Regions from separate parts of the Mus musculus genome. Here region 1 is linked to region 2. Evidence: chromatin contacts called from public capture Hi-C data. All regions are on one chromosome and are shown on one strand. Each heading gives the region's core, a stretch centred on a gene start, on an enhancer-like site or on the middle of the called end of the contact. The rest is flanking DNA. Distances are from core to core; before and after follow the strand shown.

What was found. Capture Hi-C pulls out chosen DNA fragments and counts their contacts.
Region 1: a capture Hi-C map of macrophages shows a contact between it and region 2, with 2.5 times the contacts expected there. The contact joins the promoter of Ms4a4d here to the promoter of Ms4a18 in region 2. A contact is called at or near these places in 1 of 39 promoter capture datasets (embryonic stem cells) and 3 of 9 other capture datasets (adipose tissue, embryonic stem cells and macrophages).

The regions. Positions count from the first base shown.
Region 1 is chr19:11,531,887-11,538,848 of GRCm38.p6, forward strand. It overlaps Ms4a4d (membrane-spanning 4-domains, subfamily A, member 4D), which reads left to right and starts at 4,908. Exons shown (of 7, transcript NM_025658.5): 1 at 4,908-5,274.
Region 2 is chr19:11,014,534-11,021,419 of GRCm38.p6, forward strand. It overlaps Ms4a18 (membrane-spanning 4-domains, subfamily A, member 18), which reads right to left and starts at 3,430. Exons shown (of 7, transcript NM_001251849.1): 1 at 3,359-3,430.

The sequences.
Region 1 (6,962 bases), core at 3,658-6,157, 520 kb after region 2:
CATAAAAGAATCTAAAATATGAATGGTTATATAACAAGTGAAGGAATGGAAGCAATAGTCACAAACCTCACCAGCAAGTGAAACTCAGGCCCAGAGTGCTTCAACAGTTAACTCATTTCAGTATTTAAAGAAAACTATACCAATCATTTGCAAATGAATGTTAAAAAGAAAGAAGGATAGGACACTCCAATCTTATTCCATGAATTTAGTGTCCTGATACAGAAACATTACATGATTAGAGCTATGGAAAATTCACTTCTAGTGTATTTTATACCTATCTATTGTGTCAGCATGTCTTTTTTCAGTGTCAATCACAACCTGGGCAAAAGACTTGCAATATACAATCTCTTTTCTGCCTCCTCTTAGCCAACTTCATTCTGGCATTGGAGCATTCCTGTGGTATAAGTAGGCTTTGACCATCACAGTCTATATTTTTTAGTTAGTAATTTTTTAGCACTTTCAGTAATTTCATGTTAGTGTTGGGTTTAACTATTGTCATTTATAAATATTGTCATGTTTAAGCCCAGCTATTAATTTTTTGTGTAAACAAAAACTTAAACATATTTCTTCAAGTTTTGTTCTATGCTCTTTCTGTAATTTAATATCATTCTGATATGATATTGTTCATGTATAATAACTTAAAAGTTTATACATTATTAAATGCCTGTATATCTATGTAGCTGCGAACTATATACTCACTATCTGGGAGTTCCTTTCAGAACTATATGACTTCAAGTTAGTAATAAAATTATTGTAATACTAATAATCTTTTTTAAAAGACTCTAAAATACCTCTAAACAATGAAAAACAATAGAACAATAGCTTCTCTGTGTCTCTGTGTTTATGTGGTGTGTGTGTGTGTGTGTGTGTGTGTGTGTGTGTGTGTGTGTGTGTGTGTGTTCATAGACTCTATTTGGGATCCTACCAGGGTCTCTAACAATGATATCCCAGGTCCAGGATAACAAGCAAATGTCTGTATGTATGATGGGTTTCAGGCACTAGAAGGCTCCAACATCTCAAATATTAAGCTTGTATTTCAGATGACAATGATTGCAGCAGAATTAATGCAAGCTCAACAGAGACTGACATCTGGTATCAATACAGCAGAAGTGACCATGTTTTAGAGAAAACAAGAAACACAGAGGAATGGGCTCTGCTTACTGCTATTTCTGCAGACACTGATTGTTTAAAACTTTATCATAGGGGTAGAGGGCACAGTGGGAGTCCAGTCAGGCTGGGAATGTAGCTGTCACAAAGACTAGAGAGGCAATTCCTCAGCCAGAATAGGCCTATCATAATCTGAGAGTTCAGTGTTCTAAGTTTCATGAGGACACTCCCACATATTTCTGCACCAATTTACAGATGCCATTCTATTCTAACGAGTGCCTTCATTTTGATTGCAGACATCCTTCAGATTGAGAAACACTCGATCACATAATAAGGGTTTTTTTTTTTAATTAGGTATTTTCCTCATTTACATTTCTAATGCTATCCCAAAAGTCCCCCATACCCTCCCCCCCACACACACTCTCCTACCCACCCACTCCCACTTTTTGGCCCTGGCGTTCCCCTGTACTGGGGCATATATACTGGGTATTTGGGGACATGTGATCATGTCCCTACAGAAACAGCTAAAGTCATGCTGAATAAGCTTGTGTCAGTTGTAGAGAGTGGTGGGTCTTTTTTGCAAAACCTGTTCTGAGGAAGTTATGTTTGATCAGCTGAGACTTTACATGACTAAGCTATGTGCAAGCAACAGACTCTTAAAATGGGGAAGCTATATCTGATCAACAGAGACTTAGAAAATAAGGAAGCTCTGCCTGATCAATAGAGACTTAAAAATGGTTCTTGAAAAGTTGGTATCAGGAATTGATAGGTGCATATCAGGAAAGGTTACTTGGTACAATAAACATGTCTCTGTCTACAATTTAAAAAGTTTAATGACAGAGGGGTGCTACGTGTTGACTCGATTTATACCCACAAATGATTAATTCTGTCTTTTATCACATTTTCTACCTAAAGTGGAAATTTCCTTGAAGAGTCAGTTGTCATGTGATACTTTTCTGGAAACTGTGTTATGAAAGGATGTTTTTGCTCAAACAGAAAAAATGGGAGGTTGCTTTGCTGAGAACATACACATGGTGTTTTTCTGAAAGCTCCTGGAAAAGGGGTAGGTGATGTTTTGTTAGAGCATACACGTGAGAGAACAGATGATGTTTGGAAAACATATAAATAGAATCTGACAGATAGTGAACAGCAGTTTGTACTCTTGGTACCCCTGCCACTCTGTTCTGGTCGTCATTTGTTGACTTCATAGAGAGTAAGGCCACTAAAGAACTTCTGGTGGTGTTCTGGCAGCTTCTTGCTGCTTCTTGGGCCAATTGGCTGAGACTCACAGCTTCTTCCTGATTGCACTGCTGTTGTTGATCACTGAATGGTCTTTTTGAGTGGATGGAGCTACCCCTGCTGATTTATGTAAACTGAACTGTTATATCCTGACAACACAGATAGGATTTGCTCAAAAGAACTATTTCTAAACAGATCCACATCCTCCTTTGCCCTATTCACCTTTCCTTTCTGCTATGTCTGGTGGGTGGTGGACTAGAATGGAAGTTAAAGCATTTAAGTACACTTATTATTAAAGTAAGGTTTTGAAAAAATATAACTCAACTGCTACCAACTGGGTATAGGCTCATGTCTACAGGACGTGCCTGGCTATACATTTATTTTTGGCTTGCTGAAGTAGTGCTGTGTAGGGAAAAATAAGATTAGGGGGTAACAGACCCATCGGGAGTGGGGAAGAAGAAACGGCAACTATTAGGGGATTTTGTAATGATGGAAGTTTTTAAATTCTGATGTTATGATTTCTTTTAGTAAAATATCCAGTGATATTACAACTTAGGGGAGCAGGATCATGATTGTATGAATAAAGATTCCTGAGCTATTTGGGGCCACTTGCTTGAAAGTCAACAGGAGGTCAGTGTTTTCCCTTTGGCCAATGCCCCTTCCCAGTCTCCATACCAGAATCTTCCAGCTGGAGCTGATCTCCAGCAAGAAAGAATTAGAGACTGGGAAGAGGCTGGGAGGTAGAGGAGTGAGGGTAGAAAAGTGAACTGATATCATCTTATCCAGGTTTCTGCTGCTGTGATAAATATCATGACCGAAATCAACTTGGAGAGGAAAGGATTTATTTTAGCTTACACCCGGAGTCCATCATGAAGTTAAGACAAGGAAGGCAATCGAAGCATAAACTGAAGCACAGACTATGGAGGAATGCTGCTTAGAGGCTTGTTCCCTATGGCTTGCTCAATCTGCTTTCTTATCCACCATCTAGGAATACTTGCCAGGAGTGGCACGTCCACCATGAGCTAGGCCCTCCTACATCAGTTGTCAATGAAGAAAGTGCTTCACAGACTGGCCCAAACCAATCTAATAGAGGCATTTCTCAGTTGAGATTTCTCTTCCCAGATAACTCTAGTTAGTGGTGAGTTAACATAACAACAACAACAACAACCATAGAAACAAAAAGGGACCAAATAGACAAAGATAGAAACAAACAGGACAGATATAGACAATGTACAGTGTATGGGTGTATCAAACTGAATCCCATTAACCTGTATAACATTTGATAATTTTTAGAATGACAACTAAAAATATAAAGAAAGACTGGATCAAAGCAGAAAAGTGCTCTAGACAGGATTCTTCCTTGTTTCTAAGTTTCTCTAAGTTTGATGCCTACATCTCAGCTCTACTAATTCACAGGGTCAGCCCAGTTCACAGTATCCCATGCCATTTAAGCTGCACAGCCCGTGTTTATGTTACTACGTGATTATACAGAAAACTTACAATCTTGTCATTTATGTCAGTTAAAAAAAAAAAAAACTTAATCAGGAAGCTTTTAACAGATATTTCACTGTCTTTTCTTCCCAAACATAATACCCTTTGATTCCTAAGTATTCACATTTGTCAGCTATAAATTTTGACTCAAACATAGAAAATTCTAGGTGTCATGAAGATATATGGGGCTAGAGGAGGTGCAGGTCTATGGGCAGCTGTCATCATGTGCTCATGTATGTGCTGTGTCTCTGCACAGGTACTGGTGGACATATCTCCACTGAACAGAACCTCTCTACACATGCTCTATATCCTGACTACGAGGAGGTGGCACCTCACCTCTTTAACTTGACCTAACATTGTAGTGTGCCAAACCTGCTCTTTGCCCACTTTACCATCTAGAGGGTCTGTGTCTGGGTGTAGTGTCTTATGTTTTTTTCACAATAATAAATGCAATGAATTTGTTGGTGTCAACTTTCTGCATTCCCTTTCTGTATCCTCAAATATGATTACCCCTTAACTCAGAAAATGAAATATTTAAATTATCCTAATAAAATTAGCTAGAGAGCAGATAAAGAAGATGAAATCAACAAGTTGTTGAACATGTTTTCTTTTCTCCATTGTATGGTTTTGGCTTCCTTATCAAAAATCAAGTCCCCACAGATGTGTGAATTTATATCTGGGTCTTTGGTTGATTCCATTGATCTATGTGTCTGTCTTTATACCAATACAGTTTTTATTCACTATAGCTCTGTAGTACAGCTTGAGGTCAGGGATGGTTATTTCTCCTGAAGTTTTGTAGTTCAGGAGTCCTTTGACAAAATCTAACACCCCTACATGTTTAATTATTGGGGAAGTCAGTGATACAAGCCACATACCTAAATATAATCAAAGCAATACACAGCAAGCCAATAGACAATATCAAACTAAATGAAGAGAAACTTAAAGCAATTCCACTAAAATCAGGGACAAGTCTGCAATCAAGCCAAGGACATTCCCTGTGGGATCAGCCTGAGCTCCCCTCTCTTCCCGAGACCCCGCCCAGATTCCTTTCTCAGCTCTTTCGCAACTTCCAGCTGCGCCTGGACTTCCAAGGGAACCCCACAGCCCGGGCTTCATCTCAGGCCTGGGGACCTCCGAGCCTGTTCTGGCTGTCCCCCGCACCTCTGACTGTGCTTTCCCACTTTCTGAGCATCTTCTCAGGGCTTCCCTAAGGCCCAACAGGAGCCTGGACAGTGTGGGGTAAGCTCAGACAACTCCAGCATCTGCCATCCAGCATCACACATCCAACATCCTACATCCTGCCTCCCTGAGTGGCCCTGCCCTGTGACAGCGGGACCCAAGGACTCTACAACTGGCACTACCATCGTGGTGAAAACCCAGCTCAAGCATACCCACAAATAGAGTCCCACATCGAAACTCCACCACATTACTCAAGGAGTAAGTAAACTCTGACCTAGTTCAAAAGATATCTCTCTCTCTCTCTCTCTCTCTCTCTCTCTCTCTCTCTCTCTCTCTCTCTCTCTCTCCCTCCCCCTCTCCCTCTCCCTCCCCCTCTCTCTCTCTCTCTTTCTCTCTCCCTCTCCTCCCCCCTCTCCCTCCCCCTCTCCCTCTCCCTCTCCCTCTCCCCCTCTCTCTCTCTCTCTCTCTCTCTCTCTCTCTCTGACTTTTCCTGGCCAGCTTCCCCCACCCCGGCCCCTTTGACTCTTAGCTACACTCTCCAAATCTCATTTTGACCTAACTAGCTGGCTGCCAGCCTCCACTCTCTGCCCCTCCCCCAACACCACAGCAAGGGCTACTATCCACTCTCTGCCCCTCCCCCAACACCACAGCAAGGGCTACTACACAGTAACAGAGCTGCTTCAAAGAGCAGGGCCAGCCCTGAGATCTCTGCTTCTCCTGCTTGCCAGCCCAAGCCCAACCTCACACCCCCTGCATGTCAAAAAGCTAGATTCTCACTCAAATGTATAACTGGCAATGTTCTCGCCCATTCTAAGGGCTTCCTAGTCACCTGGCCCAGTTGACTGTTTCCTTAGCTATGCTTTCTAGTTTTGTGAAGCTCTGTTTGTCAATTGTTGGTCTTTAATCTTGGATATCCATATGGACGCCTATTCAGAAGGTCCTTTCCTACACCTATATCATCTAGGTTACTATTTTTTTTTTTCTAGCAGTTTCAGTGTTTTAGGTTCCAAGGTTAGGTCTCTGATCCATTTGCAATTAGTTTCTGTGCAAAGTGATAGGGCTCTATTTTCATTCTTCTGCATGTAGACTTTCAGTTTTCCAGCACCATTTATTGATGATACCTTCTTTTCTCCAGTTTATGTTTTGTCATCTTTGTCAGGTATTAATTGGCTGAGGTTGTGTGTGTTCATATTTGAGCCTTTGTTTTTATCCCACTGGTCTACACATCTGTTTTTGTTCCAGTATCATTCAGTCTTTCTTGCCGTGGCTCTGTAATATATCTTAACATCTGGAGTAGTAATCTTTCCTGCATTGTTCTTTTTGTTCAGGATTGTTTTGTCTATCTGGGGTCTTTTGTAGTTCCATATAGATTTTAGGAGGGTTTTCTATTTCTGTGAAGAGTGATATGGGGATTTCGATTGGGATTCCTTCGAATCTGTAAATAGATTTTGGTTAAATGATCATTTTCACAACGTTAATTCTACCAGTCCATGAGGTCATGTAGCAAGGTCAGCTAGCAGATTACCCTCTGTTAAGGGCCCAGACAAATTAGTATGTGCCCATAGATGACTTATAAATCACGGGAAAGTTCTGCTTTGTAATAAAAGTTGTAACTTAAATAAAAGTGACGGTATGGTAGATTTATTTAAGGCCAGAATAGAGGTTTTAATGGCTGGGAACAGTTTAACCATATTGTGAATCAGCGTAGAGATTAAAAAGACAGTCTTGTAACTTAGTAAAGGCAAAAATCACAGCAATTAATTCTGTCCTGTGAGCAGAAGTTTCAGAAGTTTCTTGATAAAAAGTTTCACCATTCATAGTCACAGCCTTGCCTTTTGCTGATCCATCAGTAAAAACTAAAGCTGCACTGGGAAAGGGCTCAATGGAATACTGGAAGGGAAAGATAATCTGTTGAGTCTTCAGAAAATGGTTAACAAAGGAAGACT
Region 2 (6,886 bases), core at 2,180-4,679:
GGCCCTTGGTCTTTTGAAGATTATATGCCCCAGTACAGGGGAATGTCAGGGCCAGGAAACAGGAGTGGGTGGGTTGGGGAGCAGGGCGGTGGGAGGGAATAGGGACTTTTGGGATAACATTTGAAATTTAAATGAAGAAAATATCTAATTAAAAAAAAAAGAGGGGCTGGTGAGATGGCTCAGTGGGTAAGAGCACCCGACTGCTCTTCCGAAGGTCAGGAGTTCAAATCCCAGCAACCACATGGTGGCTCACAACCATCTGTAAGGAGATCTGACGCCCTCTTCTGGAGTGTCTGAAGACAGCTACAGTGTACTTACATATAATAAATAAATAAATCTAAAAAAAAAAAAAAGAGTCTTTGTTTCCTTGGGGTCCATATTCAAATGAGCTGGGACTTCTTGAAAGACCAGGTATCTGAAAATTTATTTAATTTAATTTTTTATGTGTATGGGTGTCTTGCCTTCATTTATGTCTATGAACCATGTATGTGCCTAGTGTCTGAAGAATCTAGGGCATCAGATTTCATGGAACAGGGGTTACAGGTGGTTGTGAGCTGCCATCTGGGTGCTGGGAATTGAACCATGCAAACACAGTGCTGGCTTCGGTTCATCTATATTTCAGCTGCTATTTCTAGGGTACCGAGGAGTCTGAGAATGGCCTCTCATTTCCATCTTAGGTGTCTGAGATTTCTGGAAGAGAATAATGTGACTGTGGTCCCTACTTAGGTAGATCTGGAGGATGTCTTATTTTCCCTATGTTGATGAGGAAGGATGCCTGGGAGGAGGCAGCCAGTCTCCTTAGCACATTAAGGACATATGTAGAAATATTTTCCACTCAGATGAGGAAAAAAAAATCACCTGTTACTATCCTCTTGTGTTTAACGCTTTGGCACGTAAATTGTAGATTCTTGCTGGCAGGTCGTCAAATGCTTTGACCCAAAATAAGGTGAACTGGATTCTAGCATGATGCAAGCAAAAAGCTTTCTGGACTCTCTAGATGACAAATACCAAGTAAACTCATGATAGTGCTTTATGGTGCCAGCAGGTGCCAGAGTGAGGAAAATACCCCAAAGGGCTGATATCAATGTGACTCTGCTGGCTGCTGGACTGTCACCTTTCACTACTGATCACCCAGATAAGGAAGCCACAGGCAAGGCAGCATCAGGGTCCAGAGGTCAGACAGCTCCAGGTCTGTTTCACAGTTTCTGCTTTTATGACCTGCAGGTGTAAGGGCACTAGCTCTGTGAAATGTAGATATAGACTTGTCCTTCCAACAAGCCCTCAAGTCCTTCCTTGGGGCTCTCACCTCCAGCACAGGAAAGCACTCTTAGCTCAGTGTTTGTTGAAGAGTAGCAGCCATCTGCAACAGAAAGACTACTCTCTGAACCCTACCATTCCCTCAGACTCCGAACTGTTTTATTTCTAATATTAAGTCAAGTGGATCTTAAAACGTTGTCTCTAGGTCAGCAATGCAGGTATCACTTGGTAAAAATTCAGAACATATCCAGATTTTCCTTGTAAGACCAAGCTAGTTTCTGAGGCCTTTTGCAATTTTTCTTGTCTGTAAGAAAAACACCTGGCAGGACTGTGGATGTAGCTTGGTGGGTAGAATGCTTGCCTTGTGTGCATGAAATCCTGGGTTCTATCCCCAGCATCATATAAACTGGGTGTGGTAGCATGTGCTTAGAGTCCCATGCTTAGGGAGGTGAAATCAGATTCAGAAGTTCAAGGTTGTTCTCTGCTATTGAGGCCAACCTGGGATATGTGAGGCCCTGTCTTGAAGCTAAACCGAGAAAACAACAGCAACAAAACACTTGTCAATTTGGGGCTGCACAGGCTCATGATACAAGCTCCTTAGGAGTCTGAGGTAGGAGATTGCAACTTCAAGACTTATTTATATTACAGAGCAATTTCAAGATGACTTGGACCACTTAATAAAATGTTGTCTCAAAATTAAAATGACATAAAACTAAAAAGGCCCGGAAATGCTGTGTGGTGCCAGAGCTCAGTGCACGAGAGGGCCTGGATTCAATCCTCAGCACCCATTAAAAAATGAACAAGAGACTTGCCTGTCATTGGTCTGACACCTGACAGCCAAGGAATTCCCCCTGATGTCTCCCTCATTTCCATATCCCCTGTGATTCCACTAAGCCTCATGGGGACCATGGTTCTGAAGGGGGAATGACTTGCCACACAGCTCTCAGGAGTGGGCTTGGAACCCAGGCTTATCTCCTTGTTACCACCGTGTTTTAACTTCTGTAGAAGAATTCTGTGCCTGTCAGGTGACACAAACCATGAATGTTCAGCTGTAAGAACATCCTGTGTCAAGCATCCCTGGCCTTCTCTCAAGAACTCCAAGTTCTCCAGGGAGGTGATGGATAGTAACAACTGTAGCAACTGCAGATTATGTCTCACAGCCCTACTGATATGATAAGCAACACCTCCGGCCATGTACTATTACTATCGAGGGTCTGAGAGGTTAGCTAACCTGAGCACAGTCATAAAGAAATGCTGAAGCTAAGGTTTGCTTTTTGAGACAGAGTCTCACGTAGTCCAGGCTATCTTTGAACTTATTACATAGCTAAGGATTCTCCTACCTCCACCTCCCATGATTACTACCGTGCCTAGTTTATGTGGAGCTGAGGGTGTGTGTGCCAAACCTAGGGCTCTGTGCTTTCTAGGTAGATATTCTACTGTAACCAGGAACTGAGATCCTGATGGTTTGGATGGAAGATCTGTCTGCCTTTCATACTACGCTGAATGCTATTCTCTTTTCCATGCCATAGGAAAATGGGTTAGCTTTGTCTTTCCTCTTTTTTTTTTTCATAAAAGGTTCCTTGTTATTCAAGAGCAATATCGTTGTACACATGGTGATTGATACAGCAGCTGAGCCCTGGGCTGGGCTCCAGAGGACCTGATAGGAACAAAGGAGGTTGTTCTTTCCCACCAATTCTTGGCTGAGTTCCTAAACAAACCTGACCACCATGCATTTAACCAGATGGTTTCAGGGAGTGGTCATCCAAAAAGCCAGTGGTCATTCCTCTGCCTCCACCATGGGCATCCAGCTTTCTGTCCTGGGTGTCCAGCCTTCTGTCCTGGGACTACTCTGCTCAGGCAGATGGAGAACTAGCTCCAGGAACCTGCTCTGATTCTTCAGCAGCCTCCCAGATGGCTGAGCAATAGTCTCAGAGGTTGGGTTGTTGTGAGCTCCCACCATACATCAGTGTACAGTCTATAGGGGTCTCCTGATTCCTGCAGCTCCCAAAAGACCTTTCCAGAGCTTGTCCAGGTCTTGGAGCCCTCTTGATAGGGTCCAAGCTCTGTCAAGACTCTATGAAGGAATTCCCAGAAATCTTACCTTGAGTCCTGGCAAGTCTGTCTCCTTCTTTAGGCCCTGGCAGTTCCTGCAGCTGCTTTAGAAATTTCTCACAAGGGAAGAAATAATAGGTTTCTCTTTCAAGCTCCAAAGTCCTCCTTGAAGTTTCACCGAGAGCCAATGAATATAATGTCAGGCTCCCACCTTGAATTTATCTGCACCTCGGAGTATTTATGACCGTGTCTAGAATAGGATTCTGTGTGAGCATTCCAAAGTCTGCCTCTGAGAAAGTGTAACATGCAGAATGTCAGAGTGTACTGGCTGTTTTTTTGTGTCAACTTGACACAGGCTGGAGTTATCACAGAGAAAGGATCTTCAGTTGGGGAAGTGCCTCCATGAGATCCAGTTGTGGGGCATCTTCTCAATTAGTGATCAACTGGGGAGGTCCCTTGTGGGTGGTGCCATTCCTGGACAAAACATCATGACAAGGAAGCAAGTTGGGGAGGAAAGGGTTTACTCAGCTTACACCTCCAAACCCCTGTTCATCACTAGAGAAAGTCAGGACTGGAACTCAAGCAGGTCAGGAAACAGGAGCTGATGCAGAGGCCATGGAAGGATGTTTCTTACAGGCTTGCTTCCCCTGGCTTGCTCAGCCTGCTTTCTTATAGAACTGTGATTTTAGTTTGAGTATATAGGGTGAAGCTGGGTCACAAGAATGACCTCGTTGTCCTCATTGCCACCCTCATGTTTTGCCTGTGATCAGTATAATAGGAGTAACAGGGTACAGGAGCCACACAGCCTGGACTGTAGCAGAAGAAGACACGAATAAGAATCCAGTTCTATCATTACCAGTTAGGTTTTGTCAATAGGACACAAAATCTAGGGTCACTTGGGAAAGAAGGAGTCTCAGTTGAGGAACTGCTTCCATCAGATTAGTGTGTGGGCGTGTCTGGGGCAGGCATTCCTTATTGCTATTTGATGTAAGAGGACCCAGCCCTCTGTGGGGATTGCTGTTCCTAGGCAGGTGGGCCTGGGCTGTATAAGAAACAGCCCAGCACACCAGAGGAAACTAGTTAGCAGTGCTCCTTTGTGCTCTCATTTTAGTTCCCATACCCTGGTTCCTGCTCTAAGTTCCCTTTGGCTTCCCTTGGTGATGGATTACAACCTTCAAGCTATACAAACCATTCTCCAAGCTGCTTTTGATCAAAATTTTATCTCAGTAAGAAAAAAAAAAGCAAACTAGAACATACTACGAACTGGCAGGTGTACCATGACAAATTACTGGTACCTTGATGAGTCCTGATATTTTTTAAAATTTTCTTGTCTTGAATGAGTTGATAATTCTCTTCTGTATTGTTCAATATGAGATGAATTGGCTATCCTCTCAAGTGTCAGGGAAGGCTTTCCCTCCATGCTATGGACTCCCTTTGTAAACTTTGTAGACTTTATAAACCCTCAAGGTTGGAAAGTGGCCAGGCCCCTGCCTGAGGAGCTCCATCAGCCAGACCCCTCCCCCAAATCACCCTAATTGTCATGACTGTGTATCCAGCCTCTGTAACTGTCACAAAGGTCATCTCCAGCCCCTCAACAGAACCCTCCCTAGATTATGCTAATTTTAGGTGAAGAGTCTGTACAAAAGCCACCAATTCCTGAATAAGAAAGCCCGTTAATCTCTGAACTTCCCACAGAAACCCACCAATCCTTGAGCATGAAAACTCAACACTCCTCAAACAGCGAAACCCACCAATCCCTTAGCTCCCCCAAGTGCAGGACTTGAACTCCCACCAATCTCCAATCTGATAATTTCTGCTCTGAAAAGCTCCACCTCCTTAAAAATCCTGTGTAAGTCCTGCCCTTTGTCCAGTTCCTGGCTCTCCACTCTCCTAGGAGCAGACATGTTCTTCCGCATCCTGGACCCCATCCAATAAATCTCTTTCATGAGATCTGCTGCCTGGTGTCACTCTTTTATCAGAAGAAGCCAAGAAACAATGAAGAGGAGAAGAAGAGAAGAGAAGAGAAGAGAAGAGAAGAGAAGAGAAGAGAAGAGAAGAGAAGAGAAGAGAAGAGAAGAGAAGGAGCGAGGCTCAGGCTGAGGCTCCTGAGCTCCTCAGCTCAGCTGGGGATCCCTCCTCTGGGAGCTGCAATGCCTCTGCTGAGGAGGCGTCCTCTCAGAACTATGTGGTTCCTGGGCTCCCATGTCTGAGGATGCCTTTTGGTTGGGATACCTGCTCTCCTCAAAGCTGTGTGGTTCCTGAGCTTTCGAGTCCCAGGACACCTTCCCATCTGAGCAGGAAGGCCAACAACATAGGCAAAAGTGAATTGAGCAGAAATACCATGGTAGACTGTTACTCACTTGGTTTTCTAGAACACTGAGTTCATTGATCAGGCACTTACTGGAGACTGGTATGGTTCAGATATGATTTCCCCCCAAAAGTTGGTATGCTGGAAGCTTGTCATTTACTGTTATGGTATTGAGACCTTTGAGAGGTATGGCCTGTAGGAAGTGACTGGGTTGTGGTCCTCTTAGTGAAAAGACTCTTTTGGTGTGAGATACTTCCCTCTTTTCCCCTCTTCTCCCCTCCCCTCCCCTCCCCTCCCCTCCCCTCCCCTCCCCTCCCCTCCCCTCCCCTCCCCTCCCCTCCCCTCCCCTCCCCTCCCCTCCCCTCCCCTTCTTTCTCCTTCCCTTTCCTCCTCCTCCTCTCTCCTTCCCTCCCCTATTTCTTCCTTCCTTCCTTCCTTCCTTCCTTCCTTCCTTCCTTCCTTCCTTCCTTCCTTCCTTCCTCCCTCCCTCCCCCTCTTTCTTTCTTTCTTTCTTTCTTTCTTTCTTTCTTTCTTTCTTTCTTTCTTCTCTCTCTCTCTCTCTCTCTCTCTCTCTCTCTCTCTCTCTCTCTCTCTCTCTCTCTCTTCCTTTTTGATCTTAGTCAGACAGTGATAGCTTATTGAACATATGCCCCAAGATTGGTTGACCAGGGCCATGGCTCAGATTCAGGAAATGAACCATGACCCGAGTTAAGATTCTATAAGGGTTTTAAACCCAAAATGCAGAAAATCTGTGCCAAGTTATTTTATCAATCAGGATTTAGGGATGGGGGTTGCCTTAGGAACACATCTTTGTCGTATACATATTCTGCTCCCATTCGTTGGGGTATTCAACTCTGGCAGGGGACTTGCCTTGTGTAATACTCATGTCTTAACTTGTCTTCTAGGATGGGACTTGTCTAACATTCATGTCTTAGCTTGACAACCAAGATGTCAGTTACCCATGTACATGCCTCTTTCTGCCAAGTAGTATGTCAGTTCCCAGGGAGCTCTACGACTCAAAATGGAAGTCTTATTCCAAATAGTTTCTCATTTTGGAGTATGTCTCTCTCTCTCTTTTTTCATTTTCTATTGGTTATTTTATTTATTTACATTTCAAATGTTATCCCCCTTCCCAGTTTCCCCTCCACAAGCCCTCTATTCTCTCCTCCCTCCCCCTGCCTTTATGAGGGTGTTCCCCTACCTGCCCATCAACTTCTGCCTCAGTGCCCTAGTGTTCCCCTATCCTGGGTCATCAAGCCTCCACAAGAC